Regions from separate parts of the Drosophila melanogaster genome. Here region 2 is linked to region 1. A link is a contact called in public targeted proximity ligation data. All regions are on one chromosome and are shown on one strand. The core of a region is the stretch at or near the end of the contact, and the rest is flanking DNA. Distances in the headings are between cores, read along the strand shown.

The links.
Region 2: a contact with region 1 is called in a targeted proximity ligation map of the Kc167 cell line, with 4 times the contacts expected there. A contact is called at or near these places in 4 of 107 Hi-C or Micro-C datasets (the Clone 8 cell line, the D17-c3 cell line, the Kc167 cell line and 1 more) and 2 of 7 datasets of targeted methods (the Kc167 cell line and the S2 cell line).

The regions. Positions count from the first base shown.
Region 1 is chr2L:9,227,275-9,234,793 of dm6, reverse strand. It overlaps tai (taiman), which reads right to left. Exons shown (of 13, transcript NM_001259020.2): 3 at 137-806. Among named protein-coding and RNA genes, the nearest start is that of tRNA:Thr-AGT-1-1, 5.6 kb to the left of the region's middle.
Region 2 is chr2L:9,383,279-9,390,797 of dm6, reverse strand. Aldh (Aldehyde dehydrogenase) reads right to left here and starts at 3,409. Exons shown (of 4, transcript NM_135441.2): 1 at 2,908-3,409; 2 at 821-969; 3 at 662-758; 4 at 1-552. The coding sequence starts at 3,030. Shawl (Shaw-like) reads left to right here. Exons shown (of 11, transcript NM_135440.2): 3 at 6,009-6,158.

The DNA of each region.
Region 1 (7,519 bases), core at 3,549-6,048:
AAAACATATGCGTTGGAGCTAGCATGGGAATGTCCATGTGGCGTATACGTAATATTCGCATGTTTATTTATAGGTTTATTGAGTGTTCGGAATTCCTTTCTCGTTACGAGAGACTTCTACCCCGGCCGAAACTTACCAGATTGACCTTTGAATCCGTCTTGCGCCGTATCTTTCGGCCGGACGTCGCTGAGTTGGCAGAGTTGGCTGAGATCGGCGATGCCACCGCATTCATAATGGCAGCCGATCGCTGCAGGGCAGCAGCAAGATTTGCCGTTTGTGCGGCAGCGGTGGCCGCCGCCTTGTTTTGTATGGAACGATGCGAGATGATCTGCTGCTGCAGTTGCTGGTGCTGGTAGGCCAATTGCTGCTGTTGCGTCTGCTGCTGATGCTGGTGCTGATGCTGATGTTGCGCTTGCTGCTGCTGTTGTTGTTGCTGCTGCTGGTGCTGATGTTGCTGGAGTGTGAGTGCCGCTGCTGTTGAGGCGCCTGCCACGCCCCCAGCACCAGCTCCGCCTCCGCTGGCTGCCGTCGCGCGCTGCAGTGGATGCGTACCGGGCGCCAGACCGTGATGCAAGCCGCTCAACAAGTTGCTGCCAATACCGCCGGCGGCCGACGATAGTGTAACGGCTGCTGTTGCAGCGGCCGGCGATGAGCGCGGCAGGTTGCAGACCGATATGTTGCCGCTGTTGTATTTGTTGTTGTTGCTGCCGCTGGCACTAATGCTGCTGCTGCTGCTGCTGCTGGTCGAGGTCGATGGATTTGATGTACCTGAGGCCCAATGATCTGGTAAGTCACTTGGGCTAAGCCTGCAAATAAGAGGTCAAAGTTGAAATTAGCAAAGAAATTGTTTGTAAGAATACAGTAGAATATTAAAGATTTAAGAATATGTTGCATATATATGTCTTATGGCTTGCTTTATAACCGTTTTATAACAGTTTTATCAAAACATTTTTTTAAGTGCGAGCAAACCATTTGTATATGGCCTTGTCTTTGGTCATAGACACTTGGTTTTTGTGGTTTGGCCTCGAATTCTTATCAGAATGTAAAATTTCCCAAGCCCCTGTGTTTCTATTTCTATATATTTGACTTGAATTACTTTGAGTAATGTGCTGCCTAAATTACTCTTTATTGCCCAATTAATTTGCATTTGAGCAGCACAAGAAGCACCGACAAAAATTAGCTGGTTTTTGTCTTCAGTGGATGATTAATTTAAAGCAATATCACATTTATATTAGACTGTTCATTAAATATACTATTTTTATTTAAAAAAAAAATGTATGATAACATATTAAATTTTATACTTAATTTATTATTTCTATTAAAATGTAAGTTTTCACAACAATTGCGATGTTGCGGTTTCACTTTGGAATCTCAACTTTTTGCACAGATAGCATTCCATTGGCTTTCTCCGAAAAATGACTATTTTCCGGTGGAATGTGACGTCTTCAGTTTGCACAATGTTAGCCACTTCAATGGATGTTGAGATGTGTTACTTGTTTCCCGCACAAACTTAATCATTTGTTAGCCGGAATTTTAGCTAGCATTTCGGTGAAGGGAGGTAGGCTTTGGGTTACCACCGCAACGTGAGTCAAATTAATGTTGTCAGCTGGTTTAGAACCCGGACTTGAACTGGTCATCATGGCCATTACTCTTGGTGTCGTGTCCCCTTCGCACTGAACATTTTTATTTGGGCTCTTTCATGTCAGTTTTCATTTGGCTAAATGATTAATTGTTTGTTTTACTCTCTTAAAATGCGGAATAAATTACATTTTTGCCAATCTGTGTTGTCGCTTGACGAACCGTTGCGCCAGGAAACGTATATATGAATTGTCGGAAATATGTTTAATCCAAAAAACAAGCAAGCTCATCAATCCGATTGCAGCAAACTATGTATCTGTATTCCCGCTTTCATGGACCTCATTTGCCACTGAGACTCACCCAACCAGTTGAGCGTAAAACCTTCAGTCCAAATTGAGGACCACCGCGGTGGTGCAGTAACTCCACTTTTTTTTAATTACATTATATGCATAATGAAGAGAACCCCAGAGATTGGGGAGCGGGCAAGAACTGAGAACTGCAACCAAATAATTACAGGCAACTGGACATGATGGGGAGATGTAATCAGCGCAGAGAACGAAAAACTAGGAAAAACACAGGCATAATAAGGTAGCTACGGCAGTCAGTGTTTACTTACTATACTTACACTTACTATATCTATCTACTATGAAAAAATATAGCTAAAATATATTATTTTAAAACATGTTCTTGAAACTGATCAACATTTGATTACTGTTTCTTATCATGGTTAAAACTAGCATACAAGTTTTGAAAAGATAGTAAAAGAGCAATATAATACTACTTTATCAACAACTTGAATTACTATATTCTACTTAAGATAAGCAGACTAGCAGATTAGTATTATTTTATTTTTTTTTTTAATTACTTAATTCCTCGTTGATTTACACAAGCTTAAACTACATGTTTGAGGGTATACCGGTGTGTGGGTGAGCTGTGATGTGCCAACAAAACCGCTTACCAGATACCCTGTCCCCTTTCTTCCGCCGCTGCTTCCGAGCGATATAATTGTGCGAATTCTTTGCACTGCTGCTTCTGTTCGCTGTTGGCTATTTTGACAGGGCGACACTTAAATGTGGCAGCCCGCTATGATCATAATCATCCACATCGGGCGCATTCCCATCCAATGCTCTATCGCTGCCGCTCGCCCTGCCACACAGGGCGTATGATTGACGCGCTTAATTAAGGCAGCCAGAAAAGAGCGAAACAGAGGCGAGTAGCGTAAATTAATGAAATTACAATTAATGCAGTAAGTCAGTTGACTTATTCGCGCTGTTTGCGTTGCTTTTTTTCAGTTCCTCTTCTTATTTTTTCGTTTTTCTTTTTTTCTTTTTTTTTTGCTCTTGTTGGGCTTATCAATTTGCACTTTGCCGCTTGGGCTTTCAATCTGCCTCTGTGTTTTGCTATTTTCGCCATTTTATCGTCATGAGTCTCGGGGAGACGCATCGTATTTATAGACAAACAGCCAAATATATGCAAAATCCACAGTGTGAGAGGCTGGCCAAAAGAGACAGAAAGACACAATACTTTCGCCCCAAAGGAAAACAAACAATGTGCCTTAAAATGACAATCGACGGCATTTGTTTGATCATCGGAAAATTGAGTGGTTGGGATAATACAGATTTTAATGGTGCGTCTGATTGCAAAGTGAATTTGCGGCAATTTATCGGGGAGAAAAAACTACATACATATGTACTTATTTCGTTTAGTAAAAGCAAAAAATTTAAAAACTTACATTTATTAAACTTAAGAATATATTGTATTATATCGCTTAATTGTTTTTTTTTTAATAAAATAAGGCAAGACGAACTGACTCAATAAATTACGTAATGGTGAAATAAATGCGTTTTATCACCGCTGTCAATAAAATTCCACTGAATTCATATAACAACCTGTCAGCAGCAATGATTCCGCGAATGTTCTGGTAACGATTGCTCCCTTCTGCTGCTTTTAAACTCTTTGATGATGAATTTGCATACCAATGGAGACATAAGCCCACTGGCAAGGTCGTTCCATTTCACATGAATCACAGCTCTCTCGACTGTTGGCCAACAAAATGCAGACTCTATATACAGAGAAAACAAATTACTCATTACATTTAATGTTGATCATTATGTCAGCCAGAGTTTTGGAACTTGGTTTCAGCTTTTTGAAGCTTTCGTTTACACCTATGCGAGAGCTTAGACAAATTGAGTCACGACTCACGTGATGATGATTGTTATGGAGAGTGTGCTGTGTAATTCAAAATCGCATCACTCATACGCACCGTATACGAATGCCATGAAGCCGGGGAAGCGAAGAAAGTGCAAAACGTAGCTCGGGGGCAAAGCTCAAAAAATTGTTTTGATTTTTTTTTTGGGTTTTTGGAGGTATACGTGATGTTTGGCCTGTCGGCTCAAACTTGGAATTTGGAATTCAAAGAGGAATATACTAAAATAAAAAAAAAGTACAGCGAGCAAGTGAATTTTTGGCTGAAAAGTGGGGAGGATCGTTTTAAAAATTTACCAATTATTTCATATAAGTGATCTCATCCTGGGATATTTTCTATTTGTTTGTAATCTCATTTACCTGACTCACATTTTAATTCACTTCCGCATACTGCGCAGTATCCTTGACATCAATTGCAAATTGATATCACCCTCAAAAACAAATACAATTTGTAAATATTTTTTTTTTTCGGTTTATTTGTGCATGCGGAATGGAGTTTCTATGGAATTTAAGTGGCAGCTTGCTCACAAATGCTGATTCATTCTGACTAACCCAAATGTGCGGGTTGACTTTCGAGGTAAGGTTATCATATTTTGGGAATTCCCGAAGGACAGATGACAGATATGTGCAGTTTTCCTGCATTTAAGGTGTTTATTTCTGATCGAGTGTTTTAGTGTATATTCACTAAAATAAGTGAGCACATGTTTAGCCCACAAGTAACTTTAGTTAAACTCGTCTTTCATTTTTTTTTTTTTTGTTGCCAGAGCTTTTCTTGACTGGTCTCAGCTGTGTGCGCTGCCTTGTTCGCCATAACCAGAGACCTGTGCACTTGTTTAAGCCAAGTTAACTAAGTCTAGTCTGGTCTAGCTGACTTCCCCACCGCGTCTCGTACACCACGAAAGCCCCATTTGCTCAGCTGCTGCTGCTGTGTTTTTCAGACTTCTGTGTGGGTAAGCCTGCATTTTTAGCAAACTAATTGTGTGAATGGTGTGTGAATAAAACATATGTTCGCTCGGTTCGGATCTCTCCGCTCGGAGAGACACAATGCTCTCAGTCTGAGTCTGTTTGTGGGTCGCTCTCGGCTACAGTCATTGCTACAAATAATAAAGTGGGTCATGGATGAAAGAAAAAGCGTTTTATAAAGTGGGTCATGAATTTTGTTTCACTCACGTTCAAGTGTATTTCGATTGCCGCTCGCCGTTGTTGTTGTTATTACTGCGGCTGCTTGCTGATTTTTTTTATATATTTTTCTCTATATACACTTTGTTGATATTTGATAAATTGTATGATTCAGGTTTCCGCTGGTAGTCTATTTCGCTTGGGAGCAGCTTAAATTTATTTCCACAATATTTTTGAACTTGAAAACAAAGTTGCGGAATATAAATTAAGTGCCCAATTAGGATATAAAAATGTTGGAAAAATGTATATTCTTTTTTCAAGACTATATGCAATTCCGTTTGTTATTATTATTTTCGACTTAATGAATCAGTTTCAATCGAGCGAGTCAATTAATTGGCATTGATTTATGTGACACATACTTAAATTATTTTTATTTATTTTTTATTATGTCTTTCGCTTGTGCGTTTAGCCACTTTAATTGCCCCATCAAAGAGCGAGACGAGAAAGGGGGGCGGCGAAAGACTCGTGCCATCTGCTACACTTTCACTGACTAATTGCCAATTCAGGCATTGACAGTTTTCACTTTCCATTGAACGGCGTCAAAATAACACTGCTAAATAACTTTGTGAAAGGCGGAGGCCCATTTGTGCAATTAAAAAATAGTTGTCAAATTGAACGGTTTGTGAAATTATGGTGGCACACGAATTTACAAAGAAATTAATTTAGATTATTATTATACACAGAGGCGTTAATAAGAATCGAATTTAACTTAAATTATTTTATAGTTGCAAACCATTACTATTTTGCATACCTAAGAGAAATTCCCATTCCACAGAGAGTACATAATTCTCAACAAATTCATCGTTTTAATAGAATACCAATCAAATAGTCGCTATAATAGCTAAAATTGCTACCATTTCGAAGAGCCCCATTTCCCCAGGCCAGTAATCACCATTTAACTTGCCAGGCAATTTATTTGATCTGAGTGAACCAGAACGGGGCTCTATTATATCAGAACTGTAACTGAATGATTCAATAGACAGTAACTACGGCAAAAACATGGATGATAACATCTAATGAGCGACCGGCCAAACGGCTATGCAATCGGCGGCCTTCCTCCACCATAGGCAACCCACCTCTACATATTTATATGTATGTATGTATATATGTACATACTTCCCCCATCCGAACCGACCTTATAGACCAGAAGTCTCTCTTTCCGGCACTTTTTGTAATGCCCCGCTCTGAGTCTCGCATTTCGAGTGTTTCACCTGCCGACTGAATGCACTCTTCGCAGTTGTTGCTGCTGTTTTTTTTTTTGTTTTTTTTTGCCGTCTATGTCGGCGAAATAATGTCAGTGGGTCAGAGTCGATTTAGCATTTTGCTGTTGTTGCTGTTGTTGTTGTTGTTCTCCCCACGCTGCACTTGTTTACGTTTTGTGGGTAAGGTTAGCTCATAAGCAGCTGAAACAGCTGTTTAAGCCCCAACTGCCTCACAGTCCTACTTAACAGAAGCTACATCAGTTGGCAATCAGTTGTATGTTGTATGTGGGGTGAAATCCCAAAGATTTCGATAGCATTCTGCATTCTGCGGTGGCATTGACCAAGTGCATTGCTGCACGTGCTGACATATGGGACATATGCACATAGATGATGCCATTCGGAGTAAACAGCGCATTTGTATGCAATCGTTTGGATCGGTGAAGTAAACAATTTTCGGCGGTATTCCAAAGATTTATGGCGCTTCGAATTGTGTTGATAAATTTATGCAGAATACTATCTTTAAAGAATTACTTTTTCTAGCACTTTTATAACTATCCAAGTGTGGCTTGGAAACGTTCCACACGTAGTTTTTTTTTTATCAAAAGGTGCCTTCATTTCAAGTTGTTAAATTCCATGATTCCATTCCATCATAAAGTCGAATATCTGATTGACTTATGAAGTGTCAAATAATTTAATTAAAACCTTCGACTGTCCTACAACTGCGAACGCACTTTATAATCGAATGTGTGTGCAAGTGTGCTTAATCTTTGAGCAATCTCTCAAGTTGATTTCCTCTACCTTGTTCGCTGCTGTCTTGGCTGCGTTTCAATGAAATCTCAGCCAGACTGCAAAAATTTAATTTATGAGTAAATAAAATATATAAAGCTAACCTTCGCAATGCCGTTGCTGTTGTTGTTTTTTCGACTTTTGTTGCTGGCTTTGCGCACTTTGCATTTTGTTTACATGTCGCAGGCAAGAGTTTCAACTACGTAGACTAAGTTGCACCGACACAGTGATGTTTTTCGGATACTTTCTCAGTTTTTTTTTTTGTCTAAGTATTTCCTCAGTTGCGTGCTACTTTGATTCGCGTGCATTACTCACCTGTAATCAGAGGGAGAAAGATGCGATTAGCACATGTGGAAAAGGGTTGATAAAACTGCGAGATAAGCCAGATTAGGGTTTGAATTAATATAAAACTGTAGAGGGTTCAGGGTTGGGAATTAAAACACTTCGTTGCAAGGTGCATTATGTTATTGGATTCGATTCATATTATTAATGTGTTGAGGAAGGCCAAGGCATAAGTAATTCTGTATATATATATCCAGTTTTTTCGCGCACAACAACTTTACAGAGTA
Region 2 (7,519 bases), core at 2,160-4,659, 160 kb before region 1:
CTCGACGGCGTAGTCCATATCGGTGTCAGACAGAATAATGTTTGGCGACTTGCCTCCCAACTCCAGTGTCACTCTCTTTAGGTTAGTATTTCCCGATGCTAGTTGGATAAGTTTGCCCACATCGGTGGAACCGGTGAAGGCCACCTTATCCACATCGCAGTGGTTCGCCAAGGCAGCGCCAGCAGTTCCAAATCCGGGAACCACATTGACCACACCTTCGGGGAAGCCAGCCTCCTTCACCAACTGGGCAATGTACAGAGCAGTCAAACTGGTCTGCTCAGCGGGCTTTAGTACAATGGTGTTGCCGGTAGCCAAAGCGGGACCCAGTTTCCAGGCCATCATCAGGATGGGGAAGTTCCAGGGAATGATCTGGCCGCACACGCCCACGGGTTCATGGCGGGTGTAAGTGAAGAAATCTCCGTCCATGGGAATAGTCTTGCCATGGTTCTTGTCCGCCCATCCAGCAAAGTAGCGCAGGTTCTTGATGGCAGTCGGGAGATCCACGTTGTAGGACATGCTGTAGGGCTTGCCGTTGTCAAGGGTCTCCAGACTCTGTCGGAAAATTAAATTTTGATAAGCATATAAGTATATATAAACTATATTAATATTTTAAACTTCCAACTAAAGACCTTGAATTATTAAAATATTTCTTGATACTTACGGCAAGATAGACCTGATCGCGTTCCATGAGATCAGCCAGGCGGTAGAGCAGGCGACCCCGCTCCGAGGCATCCATGCGACGCCATGGAGATCCCAACCTAGTGATCATAGAGTTGTTATTAATAAGCAAAGTCGATTTATATCCAAATTGCACACTCACTTGAATGCATTGCGTGCAGCCTGGACGGCAATATCGATATCTTCCTTATCAGCACACTGAATTTCGGCAATGACTTCCGCTGTGGTCGGGTTGATGGTTTCAAATATTTTGCCCGACTTGCTCTTGTGCCACTCGTTGTTGATAAATACCTGCAATAAGTAGTTAACAGCTTCAATTAGTGCCATATCATATTCACAATCTCTTCTATTGAATTCATTTGTATTTTACATCGTTTTGTTGGATTGACAAACAAGCCACTCCTCTATATGATAAGCCCTTGACTGCTGTTATTTGTTATTATTGCCTGCCGTGCGTGTTATTCCTCTATCGCAATTGACTGATTGTTTCGTTCGCATGGCTACCTGAATCTGACAATCCCCCAGTCTGGGTAATCTAAAACGTTTACCGGCTAACTGATTAAAATTGAAACGAAGTGAGCCCTCGCGTCCAACCCCTCACGTCATCCTATTTTATAGAACATTTTTATTTCTTTTTGTTTTTATTTTTGCATACATCTACTTTTGAATTTCACAATGTGCTTGCGAATATAAAACTTTCCGCCAGACATAGCAAAATATAAACATAGCGACGACGCACGTGTGCATTAGTTTTCGGGGGTCTGGCTAGACGAGTCTAATACTGGTTCGATTAGGGAAGCCAATCTTATAAGTGTGCCATGTTATCTCGCCCAGTAAAGACCCCCAAAATAATAGGGCTGCCGGTGATAAGAAGTGGAAACTGCCTATGCCAACAAACACAAATACAATAAGATAAATCAAGAGATTAGAACGTTTGTGGTGCGCGAGACATTATGGGCTGATATTTCTTGTTATGAAAGCAGATTCTCAGATTATGGCATATGTATAAGTACTATAAAGGTTGCATAATATGCAGTTCACTCAAAATAGACGAATGCTCAATTCTTGTAAAATTGAAATATTTTGCTTTAGGGTTCAGCATATATGTACATATATGGTCTATATATATGTTATTTGCTATTCTAAGCCAATTTAAGAGGTATGCAAGATTTCATTTTTAGACTTAAAAACAAAAATATATTGGTATGCAAGACATGCATATTTGAAAATCAAGTTCATTTGCAAAAATATTTATTATATACAAATTTTTAAGAACTTCCTTGTTTTTGGAAAACATAGAACACTAACAATTATTTAAAGACAGTTTAAGAGCGATGTAAGCTAGGAGTTTCTTTAAAAATTCTGAAATATATATAGACAAATAAAAACCGTGCACATTGGATTTTCAAGTTTTTTCTGCAAAAATGTTTACTATATACGAACTGCTCTAATTTCATTGGATCCCATTTAACATCTGGACAAAAACCACATTTGGCTCGCTTCCTAACCGCAATTCCTTTTCAATTAAATCGAACGAACGCTAGTTTTAATTGGTGACACTAAAGATAAAAAATGACAATGGTTAAATTTATGCAAATTTCCCTAGAGAAGAAATGAAAGCGCGAGGCGATGAGAAGAATAAATGATGAGAATTTGCGGCAAACAAATTTTTGTTTTGCGTGTGCGAGCGCCACTGCTGACGTAACAAAGAAACCGGGTATGGCAAACAATGAGAAGCTGAAGCAGAAATAACAACAACAATAGCCGGCGAACTACATATGCGATTGTTGTTTTTGCTTTTTCGATATCGCCTTTGTATATTTATTTTAGTCGCCGGTCTTTCGATTCGCTTAAGCAGCCTAATCCCCTACAATCCCCTACATCTGCCGATAAACATTTGGTGTACGTGATCTGAATGCGGTGAGACTCGCTTGCGTTGCGCTGATTTGCCAATTTCTTTTCGTTAAAATCGAAATGGGGAAGACCTACACCGGAGAACCTAAAAACTGGATTCGCATATGTAGGGTATTTGAGGAGGGGCTCTAGGGCGATAACAGCTGTAGTTGCTCGCCTCAAGGTCAGCTCAAAAACAAGTCAAATGCTTGCTTTCCTGTTGAGTTCTTTACTCAGATTGCAAGTGCGATTGCTACAAATGCCGCAATTTATTTATAATGCTTTTCACTTTTTATTTTTTTTTTTTTTTGGATTTGAGTTAGGATTAGGACTTACCCCGGTGTAGAGGATATCGGGCGTTGTCTGTGGCTGCGGGAGGGAGGAGTAGTTCGCAACAGCTGCTGCGAAGTTCTTGGCCTGGGAACGCAGCAGGGCACCGGTCTTCAAAACGCGCAGCATTTTGAATAGATTATTTTTTATACTTTTCCGGATAGAAAAACTAGAGAAAAGTACTGAGAGCGCAAAACTAGAACTGCGTCTTAATTGTTCAGCGGTCGACGGACAACTGAAACGATTTCGTAGCTTTGCCGCTCGCGAAAACTACTTAGGAATATTTAAGTGTCTAGAGGGGAACTCGCGCCACGCCACAAGTGCTGTCAGAAGAACATAGCCAAAAATAGCTACATATGGTCGCCCTTATCTATAAGATTTTTAACTGTTAGGAGCCATATAAAGAACAATAACACAATTTAGACCGAAAATTTAATAATTTTTTTTTTAAATTAAAATAAATAAAATTTTTGTGACCTAACGGTTTGAACTGATACACACAGCTGGCTTTATAACTTAAAAGAATTTCCACATAGTATACCTTGTTTTATATAATTAATTAGGTGGAGCAAAATCATAATAAGTATATGATTGAGGTATTATGTAGTTATTAGTATGGGATGGTTTTAAGAGAAAAAGTAGATAGGCATAAAGTAGTTAAAAGCTCATTGCCAACACTGATAAGTGCTGATAAAGTCAGAGCGAGATAGATAGATAATCTCTTCAATAGGGAAACCAGAAAGAGAAGGAAATCAATAACAAAGAGTCTTAAACGCAATAACTAAGTACTAAGTACGAAAAGTACTTGAATAAAATTGCATTTGCATGTGGAGATTTCATTATGCCGGGTGGGGTTATTATAATATTGTTTATCTCGTTAAGATACTCTTTAGTAATTTATGAAACTATAGATTGCTTTTGTAGCTTATTTGGCAAACCTCCACGGTATAAATTATCATACGATTTCGCTTAAAAGAAAAATATTCCAGAACTTTGTGTTTTTCGTTTAGAATGACTAGCTATTTTTTATAATTTCACGATGGGAGGAAATGAATTTAAAACCAAATGATATTGTAACATCTAAACAGTTATCAGGCCAATCAATCAATGAGCTTTAGAATTTGTATTCACAATTATATTATATAACTTGTGGAACAGAATGCGCCAGATGGTTTACTGTTAACTAGCAAGACTTGTATAGTAATAATAAATAAGGTATTATTATTTATTTTGGTACAATACAAAGAATTGCGCTAATTTATTTGCCCAAAAGTTATTGAATTAAAGTAATGCATTAGTGAAATGTCCGAAATCGTTCGTCTATTATTGAACATTACTTTGATTTTTATTATGTTGCTGTCTCTCTTCATTATTTCGCTTGCTTCTCAACGTTTTCATCCCCTTGCACGAGCATTCGCATAATAAAAATGGCTATGGCATACTTTTCGGCTGTCAGCCATATTACTAGCACAAAATTGATGATGAGCGAAAAGAGGACGAAATTTATTTCAACATAATTCATTAAATGCGATTTAGGCCAATTTGTCAAAATCTTTCGAAATTTATTTCACTCGTAAATTGAAAGCTTAGCGACGGCTGTCAAGAGAATCACGCATACGCATCGTTGGCCAAAACTGGCGAACGAAAGCAATCACAGTCGGAAAACTAATTCAATACAATGCGTCTCACCCTTCCGTCCGAAAAGCACATGCAACTGAAATGGAGGCTGAGTAAACATTTGGTCGATTCCGGCTCCATTCCCCTCGATTTTCCCACCGAAGGGCCCAATTACCAACGCCGAAACCGCCCGAATAAACTTTAATGGCAATTGTTATGCGGCGGTGCCGGTTATTGATGATTCTGCTGTCGCTGCGGTTGCTGTCCTCAGCTGCATGAAATATTTAATAACCGAGAGTAAACAGTTTGGCGTAAAAAATAAATTGCATTCGGACAGCTCGGCTCAGGCGCACGCACTTAAATGCCATCATTGATGGCTGATTGCTGGACGCAGTACCATGTAGTATATGTACATACATATGTGGGTTATAAATGCGAAAATGAAATTTACAACAATTTGTTGGAAATTACTTTCAATTGAATTTAATTACGCCTGGTGGGAGTCGATGTCGCTCCTTGCGCTTGCACAATTTTATGGATGATTACGTAAATTAAGTTTGGCTTGTGTGTGGTAGTATGATACTCGGTGTGTAGAGCAGAGGTGGGAATATAATTAACACACGTAATATTTGTGCTTCCCGGGAAATGAAATTGAACTGGCCAGAGGGAAATGTACTCAGAACATTGTTTTGATTTCACAATATAAATGAGGGAAATATTAATCTTATTAATCTTATTAATCAAATATGGAAGCGCATTTAAAGCTTTTCGAATAAATAAATTTAATTTCTGATGCTTAAGAAAGGTTATTTAAGTATGTCATTTGATATGATAAAACATGTGTATTTCAACTTAAGTAGTTATTGAAACAAAATCGACAAAGTGGAACGCTAAAAGCATTTTCTCACACCAAAGCAGTGCCAGAATATTCAAATTATAAGAATGTAATAAATTCACTTTTGTTTGGTCAGCTAAAATCAACAGACGTCAAACAGGATAAAGGGAAAATCCATCAATTTTGTGCGGTAATGATCTCTGTCAAAGGTCAAATCAAACAAAGGAAATCCTAGACCAAAATCTACGTGACCCACTTAGGACCTTGGCCAGAACCATAACCAACAAACCCTAATGCTTTATGCTTTTGGCACACAACGTAAAAAAGGGAGGGAGAAAAAATAAGGGAAGATCCGCGTAGAGCCATGGAAAAATATAAGCGAAATGTATGCAAATGGCTTATGACTGGACTTTGCTTACACTTGCTTCACCCTTTTCCTCCCTCGAAATTGCTCCACCTTTTTTTATCGCTCACTTGTTCGGTGAGTCGGGTTTTATGGCTCGATATAATGGCAACAGAAGGGTCAAGCGGTCGGTGGATAGTTATGGCATGAGTAATTTGTTAAGTTATTAACCCGTAAGCCGGCAGGGTCTAATCACATGAATGCAAACTTATCAGATAATTTGGTAAACAACAATTATGGTCTTTATTGCAGATATGAAACCTATAAGGCCACGCTCAAGAAAATCCCCGCAACACGTCTCTCCCGACTGACCGAAGCCCTGGCCAACTATGATCCGGTGCTCAATGAATACTTTTTTGATCGCCACCCCGGGGTCTTCACCCAAATCCTCAACTATTACAGGTAAGTGTCCAGGTCCTGAGACGGTCTAATTAGGCAGCTAAAAGCCATTCAGACGTGCACTGGCTGTGAATGTGGACTGGGAGCCTTAAGCATGGTAATTACCTCATTTAGTTCACTCGGATGATGAAGGGAGAAAGGTGGGAGAGTTTCCTGGGAAAATTACACCTAAGCTGTTCTTCAGCTACCTTTGGCATTTCAATTTTTGCTCTTCTCGGCAATAATTGCCCTGATTAATGGGAAAGTATAGCAACAGTCAGTTATCGTTATAGATTGCTTGATGAATAAACAAACTAATATTTTAATTGTTGCCACCGGAGCTGAACGAACTTGCACCGTCCATTAATCTAAAGTTTTTCAGCTGCAAAGTTTATCCAGCGTTTTTCGGGGTCATTAGCGGGCTCATTTATCTTTGCCGTGAGCTGAGCTGAGTTGAGGTGTTGTCCGTTGGCCCGTTGCGATGACTTAAGTTGTTTAAAATTAATGAAAGTTTGTTTTGCTCATCACCCATTCCCGTCTCCGTCCGCACCTGGAGCTGCATCTGCAGAATGAGTTGTTTTCGCATAAAACAACGCTGTCAGCAACCCACGGTCTTTCATCTCCATTGATTGGGCAGGAACGTTCGTTACCCCATTTTCCCGAGCACCCATGGCTCTAGGGGCTTTGGCCAAACAGTTTTCCAACTCAATTAACCAGGCACCGACGGCCAGGAAAATGGTGTCAAAGAAGGGCAACAGAAGGAAAAACATTGCAACATCCCGCGTTGATTGGAAATGAAACTGAGTCCCTCCAGGGGGTGTGGTTAAAGCTGGGGGTCCATCGGAAAACCCATCGCCCTTGTGGAATATATGTATAATCAAATTATGCACGCACCAAATGCTCCAGACACTTTGTGTGCAAAGATTTTATATAGATAAGCTGTAGACGAAGCAGTAAAATAACAAAGCAAAATGTGGTCTAAAAATGTTATCTATAGCTTGTATAAAGTTTGAAATTTAATCCATTGGTTGCGAAATTCAAAGAAAAAATAATTCTTTTTAAATGATTTACAGATTTTAGTGATTAGTATTTGTTTACATACATTTCTTTTAATTTTGCTGTGAAATTCATGGAAATTCTTAGCAATTATTGGTAAAGTCTGTAAATGCTGAACTAAAAGAACAACCGAAATCTTTTAAAATACAAGCCTTTATCGTAACTTCCCCATCAATTCTTCATACAGCTTATTCAATCGACATAATTATTTATGCACATTTAAGCGTGGAAGCTCTTTTTTTCACCTGATCGGCTCACGAGCTTGTTGAGGTCAGCTATAAATATTGATTGCACCGGTTGCACGCTGCGTATGCGTGATATTTGTTATG